Regions from separate parts of the Mus musculus genome. Here all the other regions are linked to region 1. A link is a contact called in public HiChIP or PLAC-seq and promoter capture Hi-C data. All regions are on one chromosome and are shown on one strand. The core of a region is the stretch at or near the end of the contact, and the rest is flanking DNA. Distances in the headings are between cores, read along the strand shown. Region 1 holds the start of Fam169a (family with sequence similarity 169, member A). Region 2 holds the start of F2rl2 (coagulation factor II (thrombin) receptor-like 2). Region 3 holds the start of Foxd1 (forkhead box D1). Region 4 holds the start of Btf3 (basic transcription factor 3). Region 5 holds the start of Iqgap2 (IQ motif containing GTPase activating protein 2). Region 6 holds the start of Arhgef28 (Rho guanine nucleotide exchange factor (GEF) 28).

What was found. Promoter capture Hi-C pulls out the DNA fragments that hold promoters and counts their contacts. HiChIP or PLAC-seq counts read pairs in DNA pulled down with a chosen protein or histone mark.
Region 2: a promoter capture Hi-C map of liver shows a contact between it and region 1, with 4 times the contacts expected there. The contact joins the promoter of F2rl2 here to the promoter of Fam169a in region 1. A contact is called at or near these places in 2 of 39 promoter capture datasets (hippocampal neurons and liver).
Region 3: a contact with region 1 is called in a promoter capture Hi-C map of liver, with 3 times the contacts expected there. The contact joins the promoter of Foxd1 here to the promoter of Fam169a in region 1. A contact is called at or near these places in 1 of 39 promoter capture datasets (liver) and 1 of 9 other capture datasets (adipose tissue).
Region 4: a contact with region 1 is called in an H3K27ac HiChIP or PLAC-seq map of extraembryonic endoderm stem cells, with 9 times the contacts expected there. The contact joins the promoter of Btf3 here to the promoter of Fam169a in region 1. A contact is called at or near these places in 1 of 39 promoter capture datasets (embryonic stem cells) and 4 of 115 datasets of contacts at active chromatin or transcription factors (embryonic stem cells and extraembryonic endoderm stem cells).
Region 5: a contact with region 1 is called in a promoter capture Hi-C map of embryonic stem cells, with 5 times the contacts expected there. The contact joins the promoter of Iqgap2 here to the promoter of Fam169a in region 1. A contact is called at or near these places in 2 of 39 promoter capture datasets (embryonic stem cells and hippocampal neurons).
Region 6: a contact with region 1 is called in a promoter capture Hi-C map of liver, with 4 times the contacts expected there. The contact joins the promoter of Arhgef28 here to the promoter of Fam169a in region 1. A contact is called at or near these places in 3 of 39 promoter capture datasets (hippocampal neurons, liver and pre-B cells).

The regions. Positions count from the first base shown.
Region 1 is chr13:97,069,670-97,073,456 of GRCm38.p6, forward strand. It overlaps Fam169a (family with sequence similarity 169, member A), which reads left to right and starts at 1,974. Exons shown (of 13, transcript NM_001100458.1): 1 at 1,974-2,042.
Region 2 is chr13:95,694,736-95,698,522 of GRCm38.p6, forward strand. F2rl2 (coagulation factor II (thrombin) receptor-like 2) reads left to right here and starts at 2,185. Exons shown (of 2, transcript NM_010170.4): 1 at 2,185-2,392. The coding sequence starts at 2,329. The region is part of intron 13 of Iqgap2 (IQ motif containing GTPase activating protein 2); the gene reads right to left.
Region 3 is chr13:98,352,400-98,356,186 of GRCm38.p6, forward strand. Foxd1 (forkhead box D1) reads left to right here and starts at 1,846. Exons shown (of 1, transcript NM_008242.2): 1 at 1,846-3,787. The coding sequence starts at 2,221. The coding sequence ends at 3,591.
Region 4 is chr13:98,315,376-98,319,162 of GRCm38.p6, forward strand. Btf3 (basic transcription factor 3) reads right to left here and starts at 1,592. Exons shown (of 6, transcript NM_145455.3): 1 at 1,250-1,592; 2 at 855-923. The coding sequence starts at 1,375. Gm9828 (predicted gene 9828) reads left to right here and starts at 1,741. Exons shown (of 4, transcript NR_137279.1): 1 at 1,741-2,234; 2 at 3,699-3,770.
Region 5 is chr13:95,890,042-95,893,828 of GRCm38.p6, forward strand. It overlaps Iqgap2 (IQ motif containing GTPase activating protein 2), which reads right to left and starts at 1,881. Exons shown (of 36, transcript NM_027711.1): 1 at 1,623-1,881. The coding sequence starts at 1,668.
Region 6 is chr13:98,204,537-98,208,323 of GRCm38.p6, forward strand. Arhgef28 (Rho guanine nucleotide exchange factor (GEF) 28) reads right to left here and starts at 1,629. Exons shown (of 36, transcript NM_012026.2): 1 at 1,537-1,629.

The sequences.
Region 1 (3,787 bases), core at 724-3,223:
GAAGATATAAGGAATGTGTTAAAATTCAACCAGAGGAAGATAGTGTAGAGTTTTTCTTAAGGTCGCTTGCTTTTTGAATCAAAGGCCAGGGTCATTAACTGTGTCACAATGAGTAAATTACTCAGCTTATCTATATGCCTCGGTTTCCCATTATGTAAATTGGGAATCCCGTTAGTATGCACTGGAGAGATGATTGTGATAAGTTAATCTCCACAAAGAATAGCAGAGCATAGGGCAGCTCTTGGCAGACAGAAACACCGGTTGTCATTTTACCCGTTAGGAATTCTTCCCCAGGGAACCTGAAGGGTTCGATTTTGGGCCACGTTTATCAGCAACCATCAAAGCCCAGTGCATGGAGGGTTTCCTAACTTAAGATAGCTTAGGTCATCCAGACGTGTGAAAGTTAGCACTTCCGGTCTGGGCAGATAGAATGCCAGCCACGTGAAGGAAGGCAGGTTTAACTGTGTGCAGGTGGTCACTTTTTGGGCCTAGAGGAGTAGTTCTTTTGATTTCTATCTCAGTGAGCAGGCTTTGGGGAGCTAGGTGTTCCAGGCACAGGTTCCCACTGATTGATAAAATAATTTAAAGCCCAGCCACACTCTGGCTAGGTTTATAATAATAAGTCTTTACTGCAGCACCTGGGGGGGGGGATGCCAGAGCCGGAAAAACAAAAGTAATTTTACAAAGTGGCCACTGGGATTATCCTGGGGGCTCCTACTTGCAAACAGATCTAGAAATGATAATCCAGGAATTATATAACTTTACTCATTCATGATTAGCTATGGTTGGAATCCAACTATTCAAAATTCTTGCTTGGATATTAATTCATTGTTAAATTCCACTAAAAATAGTAAATGTATATAACTCAAGATTTCTAGTAATAATTTATTGTAAATAAACACAACAGATGTAAGGTTGATTGTGTGCAACTGGAGGTAAAAAAGAAAAAGCCTTTATATTTAAAAAAAAAAAGGGGGGGCTTAAATAGATCTATATGAAAAAGCATTCTTTGAAGTTACCAATTAGTGAATCTTTAAAAGGTCAGTGTTGTGATTAGTAATACTTCCCAGGAATAGGAGTAATTTTAAGCTTTTCTGAATAACTGAACCATAATGCCATTGCTATTAGATGAATTTCTCAGAATTTAAGGGCAAAAAAAAAAGTCTTAAAATCCAAAATTATTGCTGTGCATCTATATTTCTACTACCGCATATATTATTTAAAGAAAAAAGAATTATCATCCTTTAAATGCCAGTGAACTTATTTTTCTCGAGTACTTAGCAAAAGGCCCTGGATCCCGTAAGGGATGAAGTGAGGGAAGGGGGAGGAGAGGATGGCGCAGGCTCTCCGGGGTCAGATTAGCTTGTCACGTAGGAAAGGTCAGCGCAGGGCCGCGATGGTTCCTTATCTCAAGGCATAATCTGGGCTGTGGGGCTTGTGCAAATTCTTTTCTCCGGCGCGCTCCTGGGGGGCAGTGGGGTCTGGTGGTGTCCGGGGTCGGGTGGGGTGGGGTGGGGTGGGAAGCCGGCGTCCCCAGGTTTGCAGAGCATCATCTCCTTCCCCACCGGGAGGTCCGGAGGCCGCACCCACCCGGGCGATTTTTCCAGAGGCCCGAGGCGGGGATGCCGCGCAGGTCGACCTTAAAGGAGCCGGCTCGCTCAGCGCGAGGCCCCCGCGGCTTACTCGCTTCTATTCCCGGCTAAGCCAAGGTCACTCTTTAATACGGCCCGACCGAGCGGGCGTGCTGCGGGCGGCGACGGGCGAGCGAGCGGGCAGCGCGCACCTGCGGGCGAGCGGGCGGCCGCGGCCCCGAGGCGGGGCGGCTCCCGGCGAGGAGGCGCCGCGGCGCACGAGGCCGGCCGGCCGGCGGGGCGGGGGGATTCGCGGTGGGCGCGCCGCGGCGCTAGTGCGTCACGCCGGCGGAGGGACGGTGGGCTGCGGACGAGCCGCGCGTGCCGGGGTCGGCGGCGGCAACGGCGGCGGCGGGGAGCGGCCGCTCGGTCATTCGCGCTCCGCCTTCGGGCCCCCGCGGCGCGGCTGAGGTGAGTGCGCGGCGCGTGGCGTGCGAGGCCGAGCCGCGGGGCGGCCGCGGGCTTCCTCGGGTGGCGGCGACCCCAGGTGCGCCGGCCTCCATTTTGTGTGAGGGAATGTCGCGCTCGCCCTCCCGGGGTCGCGGCGGGGACGGCGGCTGCCGAGCCGCCCCCTCCCGTGTCCCCACCTGGGATCCTCCGGGTAGCGGGACCCGCGCGGCGTGGGGGTGGGGCTCGGGCTCGGCCGCGCAGCACCTCCCTCTCGGCTTGCTCGCCCGACCCGGACTAGGTATTGTATGGAGTCCTCGCTTCTCTTAGAATTCGGGTCACTGCTGTTCCGTCCCAGGGTTCTCAGCCGCCCATCACGCAGAGCTTGGAGAGAGAGAGAGGCCTGTGCCACCGGAGATGGGAGGATGGAGCGAGTCCGGGGTGGCTAGTGGCTCCGGGATCTGGGTCGTATTTTACTACGATTATTGTGCATGGGCAAGAATGACGGAATAGATGAATCCCTTCTGGGAATTTACGCGGCTATCTTATCAAAAGTAGACTCTAACGTAACCACCTGATGCCGGTCTCCCTTTCCCCTTCAGTCGGTCCTTTTAAAAACCCAAATTAAACCGCGGTTACGAGGATTTTGTAGGGAATTGGGAGGGAATTGGGAGACACGCAGCTAAAAGATCACCCAAAGGAAGAGTTTAAATGTAATTCTCTCAGAACTGTGAATGGCTCATTCCAAGATTCTTGAGTATATAGTAATTCTTGTTTAAATTTGTTTTGTAAATGGGCTCCATGCCTTGGGTATTTTATCATTGCATCACAGCAGGGATTAACATCTGGATCGCTGGTTGTTGCATAATACACACATGTGAGCCCTGGAGGAAAATCTTCTAATGGCTCTGGATTTGTTGTGCTTTAAATTTTATTTATTTATTTTCATAAAAGCACATTGTAGGACGTATGTATAGGTACATCTGTTCAAACCATGTCTTGTTCTATGAAGTAATTACAAGGATTATTAATAGTTAGTATGAAATAGATTTGGCTCAAGTATTTATTTACTTACTTTTAATCGTTGCTTCTTTAGAATAGAGGACGTGGTGAAAGGAACCTGAGGGGAGTTCACTAGTAATAAAACTTCAGTACAAATGATGGCAGTCATGCATAGAAATCGAGGGGCTGTCATAGTGGATTCATCTTTAAAATTTATGAGGAGGATCGGGTTGGTGAACCCAGATACAACCCCTATGTGAGTCACCTGCCACTCCAGTGATCATCAATTAAACCTGGACCTGTGTATTTTCTTGGTTCCAAGAGATTTGTTTCTAGTTATTTTGATGCTGTAGGTCTTTTCCATCCTTCAGTAGACTGAGTCCAGTGAATGACTTGACGCTGATTTGGAAGGGGAAAAACAACTTAATGGCTGAATATTTTTGAAAGTAAAAGTTCCCCCATTACCCATGTGAATAAATGAAACTTTAAAAAAATTAGCTAATTGTCTATAAACAAATGGTATTATTTTACGTGCCATCCCTGCAGAAATCCATGCTTCCTATTAATGATGCTTGTTCCACAGTCAGTATTACAGAGGGGAAAGGCCCCTCAGATACTTAATTAAGTCTTAGTCTCTGTTTAGGGGATTCAAGCAATGAAAGACTGTCAGCCAGGGGGCCAGGACCAGTTTAGACCTATTAAAGGGAGATGAAATATCTCCTTTCACTCGAAATCAAACAGATTCATACTTTTACATTGAGCTTGTT
Region 2 (3,787 bases), core at 935-3,434, 1.4 Mb before region 1:
TCTATCTATCTATCTATCTATCTATCTATCTATCTATCTATCTATCTATCTATCTATCTATCTATCTATCTGCCTATCCATCCATCTATCTATCTATCTATCTATCTATCTATCTATCTATCTATCTATCTATCTATCTATCATCTTAAAATGCTTATTATAAATCTGTTCATTCATCAAGATTCATGGAATAACAGGCTGGCTATGGTGGTGCACACCTTTAATCCTAGCACTCAGGAGGCAGAGGCAGGTGGATCTCAGTTCAAGGCCAGCCTGGTCTATAGATAGAGTTCCAAGAAACCAGGTCACAAAACAAAACAAAACAAAACAAAAAGTTCATGGAATAAAGCAAGGTCTTGTTCTTCGATATTTTATTATGATTTTAATTTAGTTCAGTTCAAATAGTTTTTTTTGGGGGGGGGTTTGCATCTATCCTGTTATCTTATCCTATAGAGTTATCATAGGACACATTGATCAATGGCAAATGAACCTTCTTCCCAGACACAATAAAACTAAGTTCCTGACAGGCACTAAGGGCTGTCAGGGCATTGGAAGGCAGGTAGAGAATTGTCTTCTTTCTCCCTCTGAGACAAACTTTCACTGTGTTCCTGAGGCTGGGCTAGAACTCACAACATGGCCAAGGCCCGCTTTCAACTCATTACAGTCCTCTTGCTACGGCCCGTCTGTCAAGCGCTGGGGTCATAAATAAGTACTATCACCCTCAGGTGAAATTTAGAAACAATCTAATCCCTCTGATACAATTTGAACTTCTTAAATATTTGCCAGGCCTGAGGATGTAACTCTGTTGATAGAGTCCTAGAAGCCCTGGGTTTAGTGTCCAGCTCCACAGATCCCAGCAGCCCAGAGGCAGCAGGAGGTGGCCCAGGAGCTCAACTGCATCCTGAGTTCAAGGCAAGCCAGACTATATGAAACTCTGTCTCAAAGAACAAAATAACAAAATAAAAGATGGAGGAGGGAGGGTGTATTCGCTTCTCATGATTAATTCAGTTTATAACTATGTGATCAGTTTAGGAACTAAAATTTGAAATAAAGCACAATTTCATTTTGATTTTTGAAAAAGAAATTTCATGTTATATTTTGATCGCTTTTCCCTCTCCTCAACTTCCAGATCCTTCCTACCTCCCTAACGCCATACCCTTTCTGTCTATATTTAAACAAATAATAAAAACAGAAACAAGAAATGCATACACCAAAGCCCACAAAAGCATAACAAAATGGAAACCCAAATATACAAACAAAAAGACCATTAAGGCAGAAAAAAAAGAAAAAACAAACAAACAAACAAACAAACAAACAAACAAAGCAGTAGGAGATGAAAAGTCTGCAAAAATCCCACTGAATTTTCTTTGTGTTAGCCAACCACTCCTGGGTGTAGGGCCTACCTTGACATGTGCCTAGGGCATCCAGGAGATTCCATTGGAGGAAACCACTCTTTCCTTTGCCAGTGGGTATCAACTGCAGAACTTTCTGGGTTAGTGGTGGGAGCCCCAGTCCCCTTCCCCTCTCAGCTCTGGGACCCTCCTTGGCTTGAACCTGTGCAGGCCTTGTGCATGCTGCCTTCTCTGTGAGTTCATATGTGCACCAGTCCTGATTTATCCGGAAGACACTGTTTCCATGGAGCTATCGATCCCTTTTGGCTCTTAACAATCTTTTTGCCTTCTCTTCCGCATAGATCCCTGAGCCTTGAGGGGAGGGGCTTGATGAAGACATTGCATGTAGGCCTGTGCGCTCCAAAGCCTCTCACGCTCTACACACCATGGAACTCTGTGTTTGTTCCCATTTACGGTAAGAAGAGGCCGTTCTGACCATGGCGGAGTGAATGTCTGACTGTTACACAGGAGTGTAATGTCTGACTGTTCTTGTGTTAAATAGAAGGCGTAACTCTGGAGCTAGGGTTTTGGCATAGGGAATAGAACCGGGGCAGTGGAATTGATTCAAAGCTAATTGCTTCCCAGCACCTGTTCTCAGCTTTGTTTTGCAAGGGACTCTGCAGTCTCTGCCATTATTCCAAGCCCCTGGGAGAACTACAGCACTGGTTCTAAATGAAATAATGGAGGGGGTGAGGAAGAGATAAAAGGGATATGGCAACTCCTCCAGAGAGGCTCAGCCTGAGTCATGCACACAGACAGAAACATCAAGTGGCCACATCCTTTCTCTGTAGAGGCAAGGACGAGTCCCTGCCCACACAGTCCAGGCTGGCAGAGTTCTCAGCTTTCCACTTGCTGCTCATACATGGAGCTGAGGGGAATCTACGCTGTGACTTTGTATACTTAACAACATCCTGTAACCGGGTCTCAGGACATCAAGATGAAAATCCTTATCTTGGTTGCAGCTGGGCTGCTGTTTCTGCCAGTCACTGTTTGCCAAAGTGGTAAGTCCCCTTCTTGTGGTCTAGCATGGGGGTGAGAGAGTGGTGAGTGGATGGTTTCTGCTGTCAGAGTCAAATGCCCTAATTTTCTTGTTAACTCCTAGAAACTGTGAACCCAAAGACACAATTTGATCTGGTTTTAGCCTGGGGTAATATAGCGTGGAAATATTCAAGCTTGTTCCCAAGTCAAACCTTGTCAAAGACCAAGCGTTCTTCTCTACTAGTAGTGTCTCTACATTTGTGACAGAGTCAAGACTTTATGATTAAGTCAAAAACCACTTTTTTTTTGGCGTGAGAAGTGTTTGTATGTGTACAATGTTCAGATGTAGAAAAGATTGCACTTTTTCAAGGCATTAAAAAAATCTTTTCAAATTTCTAAATATTATAATTTCTGTTGAGGCACCGGTGGGAAAAAAAATACTGCCAGGAAAAGTAATTTGGTTTCAGCAGCCAGTGACATTAATCAGGGATGTGACGTGTTTCCAAGGTGAAATACCGTCTTTTCTTAATGTTTCAGAACCAAGGAGTTCTCTCTGTCCCTCACATATATATGTATATATGTCTGTGTGTATATATGTCTATACGGATATGTCTGTATACGATGTTTAGGCATAATTTGGTTATGTATAATTTTAGAAATAAGCTTTCCCAAATATAATTATTTCACTTTGAACATGTCTTCTATTGTGGTAGCTTATATAACTTCCTCATTGTTCTGAAATGAACTACTTTGAGACAGGATTGTATGCAGGACTCTGTCAGGCCACAGGGCAATCAATTAGGAGGAGGAACTGGGAAGAAACCAACTTAAACAAAAGGCAGCCGTCTGCAAAAGGAACGATCCTTAAATTGAGTTCCCTGCTTAAGGGGACCCATGGCAGGGGCGGTACAAGCACGGGTTGGCTAGGTTTATGGTTTCTCTGAGAGGAGAAGCCACAAAGCTGAGCCATGGTTGCAAGGAAATGAGTTATGAGAGGGAGTTCCTTCCTGATGCTAGCCTGCTTGGGAGACTGAGAAGTGAGACTTAAGGAGAGGTGGGACAGTGGGTTCGAAGTCTGCCTTGGAGAGATGTGAGGTGGGGTGTGTGTGGCTGAGGGCCATTCTCTTTGGATTAGACTCTCTGAAGCCTTCTCCCAGGCGGGGAGCATTTCAGAAACACTGCACCAAATGGAAACCAAAAAAAAAAATCCTAGTCAGTTGCGTGTCGTTTTATAAATAACATTGAACAAGGAGCACGATTCTGAAGGAAAGACAGTTTCTAACGAATAGAAGATCTAGGGGGTGCCCGATCTGAAATATTCGGGGAGCAGTCTCCTTTCTGTGTGTTTGTAGACACGTATCTTGCCCAAGCACAGGACTCTCCTGAAAGCTGACTAGTGCTTGGTTTCATCAGCTTTC
Region 3 (3,787 bases), core at 596-3,095, 1.3 Mb after region 1:
TTTCCTCTAACGTTACTAATAACCTGCGAACAATTCTTCTTGTATTCCATCTTCAAATACGTTTGTACGCAGCAGCCCTCAGCACTGCGAAAACCATAGTGTTTATTTAGATATCGGGCAAGCACTAATAAAACTTAAACTTTTGATGTAAAAGTGGACTCCTTGGTTAGGACGCCTGTCTGCATCAACAAAGCATTCGCTGCCTGATTAATGTTGGCGCAGGTTAATCAGAGCCCATTACAATAATTAGATGGTCCAGTCATACATCAAATGAGAGGCAATGAAAATCAACGCGTTCAGATCGCAAGGCATTCTCATAGATCTTTTAAAGATCTCTAGTAGACTTTACAGACCATTTACAAGTGGAACTGGTGGTTACCCATTGGAGAAAACGAAATCTGATTTGAAAAGAAGTATTAGATGGGGCAACAGCTTATTTTTGTGATGAATACCAGTTAGAACAAGTCACTTCAGGAAGTAAGAAACACTTGGTTGATACAATGACACACAGAGCATTTGAGATTGTTCCTAGAGAAAGCCATTGAATTTTTATTCAGTTCTTGGCAAATGGCGATTTTAACCAGAAAGTTAAACTGGTAAGGCAAAGTTCCCTATTTGAAATCGAAACATCTCAGAAAAGGCAAACATCCAGAAAGCTAGGCTATCAAAATGAATTCGGATTACACAATTATTCGGATTTCCCGCCAGCCAGAACAAAACATTTAGCTGGTGGTAAACACAGGTGACCTTAAAACAGAATAATACTTTAATCATCCCTATTAGCTTGCCACTTGGAAGAAAAATGAATCGAGTGGAGTTGCATCCTGCATTTAAAATTTAAAAGTCGGGTTTTTTTTTAAAAAAAAGAGTATAAAAAGCATTTAATGTATTTTCCAAAATAAAAAATTGATCTCAAAGTTCATCTTTGCTACTGTCCTTTCTACTATCAATCCTTCCGGAACAACACTGTGTGTAAGTTATAATAATTCCAGTATTTAGAAAGTAGTGTGAAATGCTCCTTTAGAAATACCTTTTATTGAAAAGTATAGCGCTCTTTTTCCTAACATCTCAACAGTGTTTGAGTTGCTGCTATGTGTAATTTCTGTGTGTGTTTGGGTTTTCATTACAATTTTCTATTTCTTTTCCTCATTCAACCATTGCTTGCTCTATTCCCATGGAATTTGTGAGATGCTCTCATTAGAGTGGCTTAGTTTAGCTGTCAAGTCTCTAGGGCATTCAATTGCAGATAAATGACCAAAACGCCAGCCTAACCGCATTTTTATTAACAGATGGCGGAAAACAAACGTCTTTGGAGAAGAACCGAAGGGAAAGGGTTAAAGGGTCAATAAACAATTATTACCGTGCTCAAAATGGGGGATTTTTCATCAGATTCCACAGGCGGAGACTGGCCCAGTCCAGAGAGCTGGGACACCCTACCAGACTCCCTCGCTCAATATTCCAGTGAGCACCTCACACATAGAGCAGTTGTCCCCAGTGGGATGACTCCTACAGGCCACTGGGTTGTCCAATCGAAGCGTCCCCGGAGCGCTTGAGATTAGGGTTGAGGGCTAATCCGGGAGAATAAGGCTGGGGGTTTGAACTCCTGTAGCTCTCGGGTCGGCTCGCGGCTGGCTAGGGTGGGATTCAGGATAGCCAATATCTTGGCAAGAAATAGTGGGCTTCAGTCTCCAACTCTTGCTGCTGCCCCTCCTGCGGGTGAACTTTCTCTTCCTACACGCCGATTCCCTCGCCTTTCTTTTCCTTCCCTGGGCCGCGCTCTGACGTGCACACCATGTGACAGGCCCCCTTCTGCTATAAGCACAGACAAGGTCCGCCCTCTTCTGGACTCAGCCCTGGCCTTGCCGAGCTCCGTTTCTAGATTCTCACTCCTCCCGCGCCCTTCTGGGCGCCCGACACCGACTGGCCCGCCAGGGTCCAGCCACCCCCTCCTGGACTAACCGGGCTAAAGGGACCACAGTGGAAAAGGTCAAGTCTAGAGCGCCCGCCACCCGGTGCCCGCCGAGCCGGGGAGCGCAAACACCTCGCACAGCCCTGCTCGCCAAGTAGCGGAGCGGAGCGGCCCCAGCCACCTCCTGCAGCCGCGCGTCGCAGAGTGGCGTCCTCGCTCCGGGTCCGCCGCTCCGGGATCGGCCTGGGGAGGCCAGGGAGCCGGGAGCCCGGTGCCCCTATGTGCCGCCGCGCCACCGCGCCGCCCCAGCTATGACCCTGAGCACGGAGATGTCCGATGCCTCCGGCCTCGCGGAGGAGACAGACATCGACGTGGTGGGGGAGGGCGAGGACGACGAGGAGGAGGAGGACGATGACGACGAGGGCGGCGGCGGCCGCGGCGGCGGCGGGTCCCGGTTGCCGAGCTCGGCCCAGCGGCGGAGGCGCTCTTACGCCGGGGAGGACGATCTCGAGGACCTGGAGGAGGAGGACGACGATGACCTGCTGCTGGCCTCCCGGCCCGCCGCGTCCCCCGCGCCTCCGGGTCCTGCGCCCGCCCCGGGGACCGGGTCGGGCGGCTGCAGCGGCGCCGGAGCGGGAGGCGGCGCGGGAGGTGGTACGGGCGCGGGCACGGGCGGGGGCGCTAAGAATCCGCTGGTGAAGCCGCCCTACTCGTACATCGCGCTCATCACCATGGCCATCCTGCAGAGCCCCAAGAAGCGCCTGACGCTCAGCGAGATCTGCGAGTTCATCAGCAGCCGCTTCCCTTACTACCGGGAGAAGTTCCCCGCTTGGCAGAACAGCATCCGTCACAACCTGTCGCTCAACGACTGCTTCGTCAAGATCCCGCGCGAACCGGGCAACCCGGGCAAGGGCAACTACTGGACGCTCGACCCGGAGTCCGCAGATATGTTCGACAACGGCAGCTTCCTGCGGCGCCGCAAGCGCTTCAAGCGCCAGCCGCTACTCGCTCCCCACGCGGCGGCCGAGGCGCTGCTGCTGCGCGGTGCGGGGCCGGCGGCGGGCGCAGGGGACCCGGGCGCCGCGCTTTTCCCGCCGCCGCCGCCACCGCCCGCCTGCGGCTACGGAGCCTACGGCTGCGCCTACGGCCTGCAGCTGCCACCCTGCGCGCCGCCCTCCGCGCTCTTCGCTGCCGCCGCCGCGGCAGCCGCCGCCGCCTTCCATCCGCACTCGCCCCCGCCGCCTCCTCCTCCTCCGCCGCCGCCTCCCGGTGCGGCCGCCGAGCTGGCGCGGACCGCCTTCGGCTACCGGTCACACGCGCTGGCTGCCGCCCTGCCCGGCCCTTTGCAGGCGGCCGCAGTCAAGGCGGGAGGCCCGGGCGCCGCAGCGCTCGCACGCTCGCCCTTCTCCATCGAGAGCCTCATCGGGCGCACTCGGGGTCCCGCGGCCGCCGGGGCGCACGTCTCGTCCGGGGCCGCCAGCGGGACCGCCCCGGGACCCGGGGGCGGGGGTTGCGCAGTACAGGCGGCTGCTGGTCCCGCCGTCGCGCTCACCCGCTCGCTCGTGGTCGCCGCCGCGGCCGCCGCCTCCTCCGTGTCCTCGTCCGCCGCGCTGGGGACTCTGCACCAAGGGACAGCGCTGTCCAGTGTGGAGAACTTTACTGCTAGGATTTCCAATTGTTAGGAACGTCGTTAGCGCGCGGGAGAGCGAAGGTAGGACTCCCGGCTTCTTTCTCCGGATGGGGGGGTTGGTTTCGTTCGCCCCTCCCGGTCCTCGGAGACCCCGCGCCCCCCATTTTCGCCGCTTCGGATTCTTGGACCAGACTGTGTTGGGCGACAGCTGGGGCGCCGCGCAGTTTAGCTCAGAGGGTCCATCTATT
Region 4 (3,787 bases), core at 342-2,841, 1.2 Mb after region 1:
AGCAGAATCCACTTGGAGAAACCAACCTGCCAACACATTTGCATTCTCTCACTGTAGCATAATTACAAAGGTTGAGGAACAAAAGACATGTGCTAAGGTAGGATTTCCCAACCTAACACTGTTCACGAATTTAAATAGGAAGGTATCCTCAAATACCCTAAAAAAGACAATTAGTCTGTTGAGCATTTAGTTCAGAAAGCAATGCAGAAGAGCAGAAGATCTTCATAATAATAATAATAATAATAAAATTACCTAATCATTAAGTAGAACAGGAAAAGCCAATACTTTCAGTTAACTTACTTTTAAAAAAAATGGGGTGGGAATGCAGTTTGGGAGTTGAGAGGTCCTCTAGCATGTACCAAAACATGTGTTGGATCTCAGGACAACTCAAAGGTAACAAAATAACCACCCCCAACATTGTACAAGTCAAGGGTACACGGTACACAAAGATTTGGCAGAGAACATACTTTCCCCCCCATTCATAAAATCCAGTAACATTTGTTTATATGCGCCATAATCCTGAACCTCTTGCAAGCAAGGCACCGTTTTTAAGTGCTATTTTCTTCTCTACTCGATGACCGACCTCACCCCTACTATCTATCTATCTATCTATCTCCTCCTTGTCTCTTAGTATTGGTCTCATTTCCCTTGGATTTGCTAGCTTTGCGAAATGTCCCCTGCCAAGCAAAGTGACAAAAAAAACCCAAAAAACCAACCAACCAAACCAAAAACAACAACAACAACAACAAAAAAAACAAAAAACAAAAAACCCAACAACGTGAGAAATGCAAACGGAACTTTGGAAGAGAGAGAGGAGAGAAAAAGAAAGGAGGAAAAAAAAAAAAGAAACTTACTTTCCCACCAATGCGCACTTGTGCCTGCAGTTTGGCGAGTTTCTCCTGGTTCATGATTGTTTCTTTCATCTACAAAGAGAGAGGAAAAAAAAAAATCCTCAGCCAAGAACAAGAACGGCCGGGCCCCCCCTCCAGCATTCCACGCTCGTTATTTCCCGCTACACTCGCAGGAGAACGTCGTCCCCCTCGGGCTGAGGCCTGGATCCCCAATTCACCCCTCCAGGCTCGCCGGGGCGCACAGGGCCCCTCGCCCCTCCCCCGCCCGGCCCGGCCCGGCCTCGGGCTCAGCCCCACGGCGACCGAGCATCCCCCGCTCCCCGCCGCCCTGCCCGGCCTGGGCCGAGGCCTCGCCACGGCCTGCCCGGCCCGGCCACTCTCCGCAGGCCTCGCGGTACCTGAGACTCCCGTCCTCGGCTTCCGCCGAGAGGGAGAGAGGGCGTCGCTTCGGCCCCGGGCCAGCCGCCCCTGGCTCGCCCTCGCCCCCGAGAGTCCGCCTGGGTGGGAGCGCCCGTCCGTCGCATCGCTTTCCTCAGCTCCGTCCGTCCCCTCCCTGCCTCGCTCCTGCCGGGAAACGCCCGCCCCACCCCCAACTCCCGGTCTCCTCCCACGCCGGCGTCCACGGCCTTTTTTCTGTACCTTGTCGGAGTGGAAATGGCGCCGCGCGGGGAACTAAGGTTCACGCTCAGGGGGTCTCGGGCAGACCAGCTGAGAGAAGGCGCACACACGCGGGGACGCAAGATGGCAGCTAGAGGGAGGCCGGAAGTAACGCGACGCCACTTCCTCCAGAATTCAGGAAGCGGAGTTGGCGTCGCCGCGCATGCGCAGCCGGGGGCCGGTCCGCGGCTGTTTCTTTCCTTTCGTCCAGCGGCGGGCCGGGAGCAGCACCGGAGAGCTGGGACCCGCGGTCGCCGTCCGCGGTCCTGGGAAAGGCCGCGGATAGATCGGACAGTGAGGCTCCCTGTAGAGCTGTGGTTAAATCAGTCTGCCCTGTGGCCACCCCGTAGGGCGTCCAGCTTTGTCCAGTAGGCTGCAGTGTCTGCTCAATGCCGGGTGTAAATAAAAAACTATCGAAATCAGCCAGGCTAATGTTGCTTTCCAAAATTAAGTGACTTGGGTGATGTAGAAATCGCGACTCAGAATGTCTAGAAAGCATGTTCGGAATGCTTTCCAGATCTCCACCCTTCAGCAATTCGGTTTATTCAAGGTTGAAACAGGGTAACAAGATTTGTAACCTCTTAACCCTTCTACACCTCTACCATCGACTCCCTGATCTCGAATCGTCATGGATTCGACCATGAAGCATTCACGATGGAGCAAACTTTACCTTGAATTCTTCCAAGATGAATTTGAGCCTGCGTGCTTGGGGGTAAAAACGTGGCTGTGAGTTAAAGTTTGCCGAACTCCAGCACGAATTGTGGTTGTCGTTTTTTTGTTTTTTTGTTTTTGTTTTTTGTTGTTGTTGCATAATTTGATGGTTGTTTTAAAAAGTGTCTCGATAAGTAATCCTGGCTAGTCTGAAGCACACAGCTATTCTCCGGCCTCAGAGCCCCTCTGTCCAATGCTGGGATTATAGTCGTCTAGCACCATTCCCAGACAAATTTTAAGATAACCTTAGAAAATCCCTATATGAAGATTAAAAAACGAAAAAGAAAAAGAGGTTAAGTGAAAATTCTGTGTGCTTAAGCCTTTTTCCAATCTTAGCTACGAAATGTTTTTGAATATTCCAAAGAGAAAGTTGTGTTAGAATTTTTAGAGAATACAATTTATCCAGAAAAGTTGCCGAAATGAATACTCTAGCTAAAATCAATTTTTTTTCCCCTTGGAAACCTTTTTACACAAGAGTTTCTTGCAACAGCGATGAGTCATTTAAAAAATCGGGAGAGACAACTACGTTGCTATGTAGAAAATTGTAACAAGTTCTTTTTCTTGAAACAACAACAATGTTTCTTTTATCCGAACAAGTAAGTTTGTCTCAGAAAACCATGCTTGTTGTCTACCCTATGAAGTACCTAACCATTCTCCAAATAACTGAGATGAGGCAACAGAATTCAGTGCTACAGAAAATATATAAAACATGACTGTGTTACATATGATGGATAAAAGGTAAAACTAGTTCTTTTTGTTTTTGTTTTTTTTTTTTTTTTTTTTTTGTTGTTGTTTTTCCAGACAGGGTTTCTCTGTATAGCCCTGGCTGTCCTGGAACTCACTCTTTAGACCAGGCTGGCCTCGAACTCAGAAATCCCCCTGCCTCTGCCTCCCAAGTGCTGGGATTAAAGGCATGCACCACCACGCCCGGCTAACTAGTTCTTTTTAAAGAAATGTTTATCTGTAGAATATTTTACTCTTCATATTACACTGAAAGTATGTGAAACTTCCTAATCATGATATTTTCTGAATTTTTACATAAAACTCTACAATATGTAACTGATACCTGTCTCATCTTTTAGGCCTATATTCAAGAAATATGACTTAGTTTCTTTTCCCCTATTCTGTCATGGTATAGAAGACTTGTATGATTTTGAAAATCACCAAACTGTAAGGAAGACGATGTTTATTTTGACCCTTGCTGCACCAGGACTTCAGATTTTGCTAATATTTATATACCAGCCTTTTAAAAAACAATCGAAGGACTTTGTTATTGTTTTACTTTTCCTCTAGAAGTTACCATTTGCGGTCTGTCTTCAGGACTACCATTTCCCACTTGCTCCGGCTGTCTACAGCAAGTGTAAAGGCTTGCCTCCCACCCTTTACTGCTCATATAGAACAATGCAAGAGCTGCTTACTTAGCATTGTCAACAGAATTCGAGAAAAAAAAAAAACATGATTGCTCTCCTTGATTCATAGGACATGTCTAAACAAAATATATGGTCATTTTCATCTCTGACTGGAACTTGAATTGGCTTCAGCAAGAACCAGGTATTTACTTGACATCA
Region 5 (3,787 bases), core at 631-3,130, 1.2 Mb before region 1:
GTCTTCTAAGGCACGCTGCAGAGACAGGCTGGTTCAATAAAAATCAGGCATCATATCAGATGCCCATGCAGGGGCTAATGGAAATGCTGCATTCCTGATCCACATTCATCCCCTTCACATTGTGCATAAAACGGGGATAACGCAGACCGTGTGATGTCAAACCATCTTGTAATGTGTGCTCGCCTAGTTACAGATCTTTTAGTCATCTTAACAGCGCAACACGGTGAAGTCACCCTCTGTCCCAAGAGCTTGTCACAGGAAAGGACTCCCAAAGACCTGAGGTTGACACTGCAAGCACCAGATGAGCACAGGGCTCCTCCTCCAGCCCCAGGAGCTCTCTGAGTGGTTTATCCACTGCAAACTGGGCAGGCTGCAAGCAAAATGCTGGGTGGCTGAATGCATTTTCTCACTTTACAGAAACTGCAGCTGGCTCCTTGCTGTCACAAGGAAAAAACAAACCTCTCACCTCTGACAGTCCCTTCCAAGACTGGGATGTGTGTGTGTGTGTGTGTGTGTGTGTGTGTGTGTGTGTGTGTGTGTGTGTGTGTGTGTGTGTGTGTGAGAGAGAGAGAGAGAGAGAGAGAGAGAGAGAGAGAGAGAGAGAGAGAGAGACTGACTGACTGACTTAGGGAAGTTGGCGACCCTCTTCCAAAAATTTCATCCGTGCTCCTACCAAACACCACAAACCACATGAACACACTAACTCTGTTGCAGTTGTCACCACCTTAACCTAAACCTGGTACTGCGTCTAACAAGACCAGTCCAAGCAAAAGATTAACCCATGGTTCGTGGCCATGCGTTTGTCGACAGGGCCAACCCGGGAGAAGAAGCCAGCGTTCTGTTTGTTTTAAAGGAAATACTTCCTAGCGCATATTTAGGACTCTGAACTCTGCACAAGGGGCCACGTGGTTGGCGATAATCTGGCTCCCTCTTGTTAGTCAAAGCCACCTCTTTCCGCCGCCGGCAGCCCGGGGCTGGGTAACCGACACCGTCACTTTCAATCAGACCGGCTCAGAGTCTGTCCTTACAGAAATCCTCCCGCGCAGGAGATCGGGGGCGGGGAGAGCCACCGGGAAAGTGGCTGGGGGCGGTACGTGTCCCTGGAGGCCTTGGCTGGAAGGGCCTCACACCTGTGGGGCCTAAGTGGCTCTAGCTGCTCAGGTGAGGCCCAAAAGAGACTAGTAGGAGAAGCCTGCCCTTCCAGGAAAGTGCCTTCACCTCTCGCAGAGCGCGCGGGCACAGGAGCTGCGCTGCCCACCTGTAGCGACAGCAAACAAACTTTCCGCCCCTTTTGGGTGGGAAGCATCGGATCCCCTACGCCACCCTCTGGCTCGAGCCGGCAGCGCCCAAAGCAAGGCGGGCTCCTCACCTGATACCCCTAAACCACAACCTGATCTGCACCAGAGCTGCTGAGGCTTGCGAGGTGGAGGGACTTAGCTGGAAGCTGCAATTAGGAATTTGGAAGAAAGGGGCTTGGAAATCCGCGCCCTGCTCCTTTGCAATTCCAATTCTCAACTTTGCCAGCCGCTGCCCTCCGCAGCGCGCCCTCAAGCCCCTCGGCCTCCCCAACGCCGTCCCAGGGAGAGGGGCGCCCCGAGATCAACGGGAGCCCGAACACTCACAGCCGTAGCGGGGCCGTTGCAACGACGGCAGCTCTTCGTGCGGCATCCTGCGCTGCTCTGGGGGCCCTCCCGGGGAGCGCCCCCCGTGGTTTCCCTCGCTGGCCAGGCTCGCGGGCTCCGCGCCCGGCGGGCGCGCTCCGATCCCACCTCTGGGCTGCCCTCGCCCGGCTTCTCGGAGCTGACCGCTCCGCTCCCTCGGTGCTCCTTCACTCGCGCCTGCGGCGGCCGCGTCTCGCTGACACCGGGGCAAAAGTGAACTATCTCCTCCCTCGCTCGCTCGCTCGTTCGCCCGCCCGCCCGCCCGCCCGCCCGCGGGCCGTACCGCCTCCCCCAGCAGGTTTCCTTTCTCCTCCCGCCCGGCCCCGTTATTCACCGCGGTGGGAGCGCGCCGCCGTGCAGCGACCCCTACTGGCCGCACAGCGCAGCGCCCGGTTGCGAGGACCCGCCTCCCGCGAGAGGAAGGGGCTGAGAGGCACCCTGGACCCCTGCAGCTGGAGCCCAGCGCACAGATGGAGGGCGACTTGGAGCATCCGGAGGGTGGAAGTGAACCAGCGCAGGGAAGAGCAAGAAAAACCACAGCAGACCACAGGCACCCAGTTCGCCTGGGTGTTGCTCAGTGACTGAGAGACAAACATTGCAGTTCCTTTTCCTCTAGAGAGATTGCACGGGGACAACCCTCACACACTCACCTCCCCACCCCACCCCCGAGCCCCGCGAGCGCCTGCTTCTCGCATTTAGGGGTATAAACGAAAGTTGTTTATGACTTTTGGCTTACGAGACACAGGATTCCCCTTTCTTGACAAGAAACGGTAAGGGTGAGCTCGTGCGCGGGCTGCAGGAGCAAGATTAACAGCCTCCAAACAACACTCAGAACACAACTGCCAGTCATCCGCCCACCCCTCTGCCAGCCCGCCCCCAATGTGCAAAACTGTCGCTCAGGCCCAGCCGGGGTCGCACAACCACAAACCCCTTTCCGGCTCAGCTTTTGAGACAGAAACCACAAGTAGCTGTTTTAAAAGCACGGTTTTCATGCGGTTGCTTGGAGCCTGGAGGAATGTGGGAGCCCCCCCCCCCCAAACATGGGCCACTGCTTTTTCACAAACGTGGGGCATGTGGGTGATCACATGACTGAAAAAAAATCATCAAAAGAGAGGGTCATAAGAGATGATTTAGCCGAAGAAAGGTGGTCTAGCGACACTAGTCACCTTTAATTAAGCAAATCTACAGAGAGCAGCCAGCTGCTTTCTGGGAGACACAATGAACTCTTGAAACTTGAAATTCAGACTCTTGGACCCCGCCCCGCCTCCAGTTCCGTTGGTCTGAGTTGAGGCTCATGAACTTGCGTTTCTCACAAGTGGTCAGTGAAGCTGAAGTTGTGCCAGCCTATGAGTTAGGTGCACAGGAAGAGGGAAGTCTCATCAGATGAGAGCGAGAGGATTCCCCACCCCCACCCCTAGAGACATTGGATTCTCACCCTGTTGGAATGGGATGAAAGGGATTTTCCTCCCCACAAAAGTAGATGCTTCTAATGCTATGGCCACAGGTCAGCAATACTCATCCTGTGACCAGCCTGTCAGCCAGGCTTCTTCCATGTCTCAGAGACGCCATGTTGGACTCTAAAACGCACTGCGTATTCTGTGCATCAAAGATGAACTCCTCACACATCAGTTCTCAGGATGAACACCAGGATGCAGGGCCTCAAGAAGTAGATGGTCTATGTGAGGAGAGGTGGGAGGAAATCGCTGTAAACCACAATGGCCTGAGAAGGTGGTATGATTTCAAAGTGTGGTGTCAGGTGGAGTTTGAAAATAGGCAAGAGTTGGGTGGAGAACATCCTATCCTAAGAGACAGGCAAGGATGGGAGCCATGAGCTGGAACCTGAGCTTGGGCTGGGAACCTATTACTAAGCAGCAGAGCACTTTCTGAATGTCAGACCAAGTGGTCGATTATGACAATTAAGGGACATTTGAGAGCCCTTAAAGGCGTTCTAGGGTGGTTTTGTTGTTTGTTTATTTTTGAGACAGGATCTTGCCCTACTTGTGACCCCACAGCCTCAATCTCCCAGGAGCTGGGCTTGCATATGAGGGCTACAACAACCACCCATGACTTCTTGGTTTTGAGCATAAGAATCGCAGAATGTTCTGGACTTGAGAAAAGGTGAGTTC
Region 6 (3,787 bases), core at 379-2,878, 1.1 Mb after region 1:
AAGTCCCTCCAACACACCTGTTAGACAAACTGCTGGCCATTGGCCTGGCTGTGCCGCCCTGATAAGGGAAAAAACAGTCCAAAGCAGAGCAAACACTGATTCTCTGTTCTCCAGTCTCATGTCACATTAGCCGGGACACGCCCCAGAGTCCCTTACCCAAGAACTAGTTCTGTGCCTCAGTTTCCCAAACCACAAAGTATCAAGTATGATGCTATCCAAGTTCTATAATCAAAAATAATTATGCATAATCACTATAAAGTCTGCATCGGAATATCACTTTGAAATGCTACAACCTCTCCAAAAGGCATCTGCAATGTTCTCTTCCTTCAAACACTCCAAAGGAGTTAGCGCTACTATTCATCAAGATTAGACAAACACCTATTTGTTTTAACATTCACATAAAAACTCAAAATAGAGCTATGGAAAGCTTCCCAGGAAAGGTTATCAGAGCTTGAATTATCGTGTTCAAAGTGGTTTCCACAGAGCCTAACTAGGGCAAGCCTTTGATTTTGTTTGTGTTGTTGAGAATAGAATTTCATTTTACTGAGACAGCTTCAGGGTCTAGGAACACGAGAGGGCAAAGTACAGAAAAGCAGTGTGTCCGTTCTTTATAACTGTAATTCTTGACTGCTTGGTGCAGAATCGAGTGCTCAATCTCTACAACTTGGAGTGTGTAGAGGCTGGCACTTGAGCAGGGGTCAGGGAGTCAGATGCTAGCAAACACAGATGTTACCCTTCCCCTGGGCCCACCCAGCTGCAACCAATAGGCAGGCTCTGTGGGCTCCTAAAGTAGTCTCCCTTAGAAACCTAACTGGTGTCTGGGAAACCAGAGCTGGGTTTCCTGGGTGGTCTGAACACCCAGCGTTCACAGAGCTCACAGCAAGCGAGAACGCCTTCTCCACCTGTGACCCCTACCACCCACAACCGAGTATTCCAGAGAAACTCATGGCACAAGCGCACGGATTCCCACCCAATGCTAAAAGCCCCTCCCAAACAAGATGACCATAGATGCTTTTATAAACTCAGCAAACGTTTCCACAAGAAATAAATGTCCTGAACTTGAGACTGACCAGCAGTCTGGGGTACATCCCACACACACACCAAGCATATAGGTGAAGCTGGCCAGAAACACAGATGGGAAGAGGAGAACCAGGCTCTCGAGGTTCACCCTTCTCCAGCCGCCTGCCTCTGATTTCCATCGCTTGCAACTAGCTTTGGTTGAGCTCCGTCACCCTCTGCCCCCTCCCACCCCGCTTGCCCGAGAGGGTGAGGGGTGGCCGCTGCCTCCCGTTTGCGCTTCACAGCTGCTGCCTCCGACCCGGCAGCGCCATGCACTTGTTGCCATCCCCAGGTACCAGGAGGCGGCGCCCATTCCTCGGGCTGCCCAGCCGACAGAGTGCAGCCTTTCACCACCTCTGCAGACCCCTGCGTCCTCGGGGACCCTAGAGAAACTTTGTCCCCTGAGAACTCCGGTGGGCAAACTTCGCCCAGGGCTGCGGGGAGACAAGAGGGATGGCTCCCGTAATCCGCCTTTACCTGGAGCTGTGGCTCGGGAACGCCAGGAGCCCTGGCCAGGCGCTGTCCCCGAGGCCTGCCGAGGGCGACCCGCCGGCCAGCGTCGCCCGGAGCGGGGAAGCCGGTCCCCAGCTGCCCACGCCCCTCCGCTCCGCTGGCCGCACCGAGGGGCGGAGCCGCAGCTCCCCCCACCCCACCCCACCCCCGCTCGCCCGCCCGCCGCGCCCACAGCTGGGGCCACCCCCTGCGCCCCCTGGTCCCCGCCTGCCCACCTCTGGCCAGCCGGGCTCGTCGCCGCCTCATCACATGGCCGCGCCCGCCACCAGCTCCAGGAGGAAACCTGAAGCTGCTGCGGCTCCGCCGCCCCCTCCCTTCGCGGGGCGGCGGCCGGTCGCCTCGGCTTTCCTCCGGCGGCGGGCACGGAGCGGGACCTGCTGGGCCAGGGCAGGGTTGCACCCTAGCGGCGGCGGCGCCCGCTCGCCCCGGGGGCCTCCACGCCCTAGTGGCGCCGGAGGAAGGAGCTGGCCGGTCGGCTCCTAAAGGGAGCCGTGCCAGGCCAGAGGGAGGCTCGGGTTGTCCTCAGCTCAAAGCCACCACACCCGGGACATAATAGTGCCCGGGTCTGTTACAATAGGAAGTACTATTTTAAAACAGCCGACTCCCTCTAATTCATGAGGATGATGGAGGTTCCTCTGGCCCAAAGCTTTGCAGGCTCGATTCCCTATGCGTTTATGCAAACAGGTGCCTAAACGGCACCAACATTTGTTTGTTTGTTTTTGAGAAAGCCATAGCCACTTTTACAACACCTAACAATGTGAAAGGACCCCTTGGATCTTAAAGCACTGAGGCACTTAGCACTGAGTTGTCCCGAGTGAAAAGTCTCGCCATTGTACAGCTTACTATAAAATAAGCTTAAGATGATTATTCCAGCTTTAAAGATAAAATTAAGCGTCTACTTTTCTAAGTTCCTTTAATATTACCTTTATTTTTCTCAAGAAGACAGACCGACTACATGGACAGGAGAGATGTGTTGGCCCGTCCCAAACCATCACTGCCAGATGCCCTGGGCCACCCTCCTAACATACCTGTTTAACCAGAGCCTAAAGAATGGCAGGATGGCAAAAAAAAACCAAAAAAACAAAAAACAAATCAAACAAAAACAAAAAAACAAAACCCAGGGTCTGAGGTCTTTAGCCCTGTCTTAGGGCAAACGCTGCCCTTCCTTCTTTATAAAGGACCTGACATTGGCCTTGCAGTATTGACACTTGTATTCATATCCTCTGATGTCACACTGCAGAACCTTAGGTCCCAAAGAAGAGTGTTCTCCACTGAAGAACTACGAAGTCCCGAAGATAAAAAATAAAAGCAATAACACTTTTCTCGAACATCAATATTTTCAATGTGAAAAAGTCAACTGGAGATTGGCTGAATCAACACACCACACACAAGTAGTTTTCAAGCCTGTTAGCGGAAAAGTTTGTAAAAGAAGCCTTTGTTGATCCCTCTGTTGCTGTTGTTCTTTTGTTTCTTTTTCTTCTTCTTCTTCTTCTTCTTCTTCTTCTTCTTCTTCTTCTTCTTCTTTAGTTGATTCTGTCATATACAGCTTGAGAGAGGCAAGGAATTGTGGGAAGAGGAACAGGTATTGTAAGACATTAGCCCAAGGCTCTCTTCCACACGAAAAAGAAGCAAACGGAGGGAGACTGTCCCTAATGCTCTCAGCATGATTGTAGAGGACATGTAATCCCACCGGCTGCAGTTTTCTTGCTCTCTCTCAGGCACTGAGCGTGATCAATATTTAAATAAGTACTTGGCTTTCAACTTCTCTAGGTTCAAACTCTAAGCCACATGCTCCGCCAACCTTGAGAGAAGCAGTAACTGCCTGAGGCAGAAAGCTATCCCTGTGTAAATAGCCGTTTGCATCTGCTTGTCTATTCTGCAGATACAGGTCGCTCAGGACACACTGGGACTGAGCTAGGCTGGAAATGCATGTGTTTAAAATTCAAGCTCTCCTGTTCTTAGGTCACAGACCAGAAACATTCAGCCAGGAAGCTAGCAGGTGGGTAATTCCACTGGCATCGGCCCAGCTTTCCCATGAGTCCTCCGCAGTTTCCCAGTTCATCTGGAGGTCCAACCTCTATTCATCTTTAGCCTTTATTTGACACAGGTTCTTCCCTAAGTCCCTTCTCCACTGTTATGCCTTCTTCCACACTCTGACCTTTGTCTTATCACACAGCACAGCACCTGCCTATACTTGCTGTCATACGAAGGACTA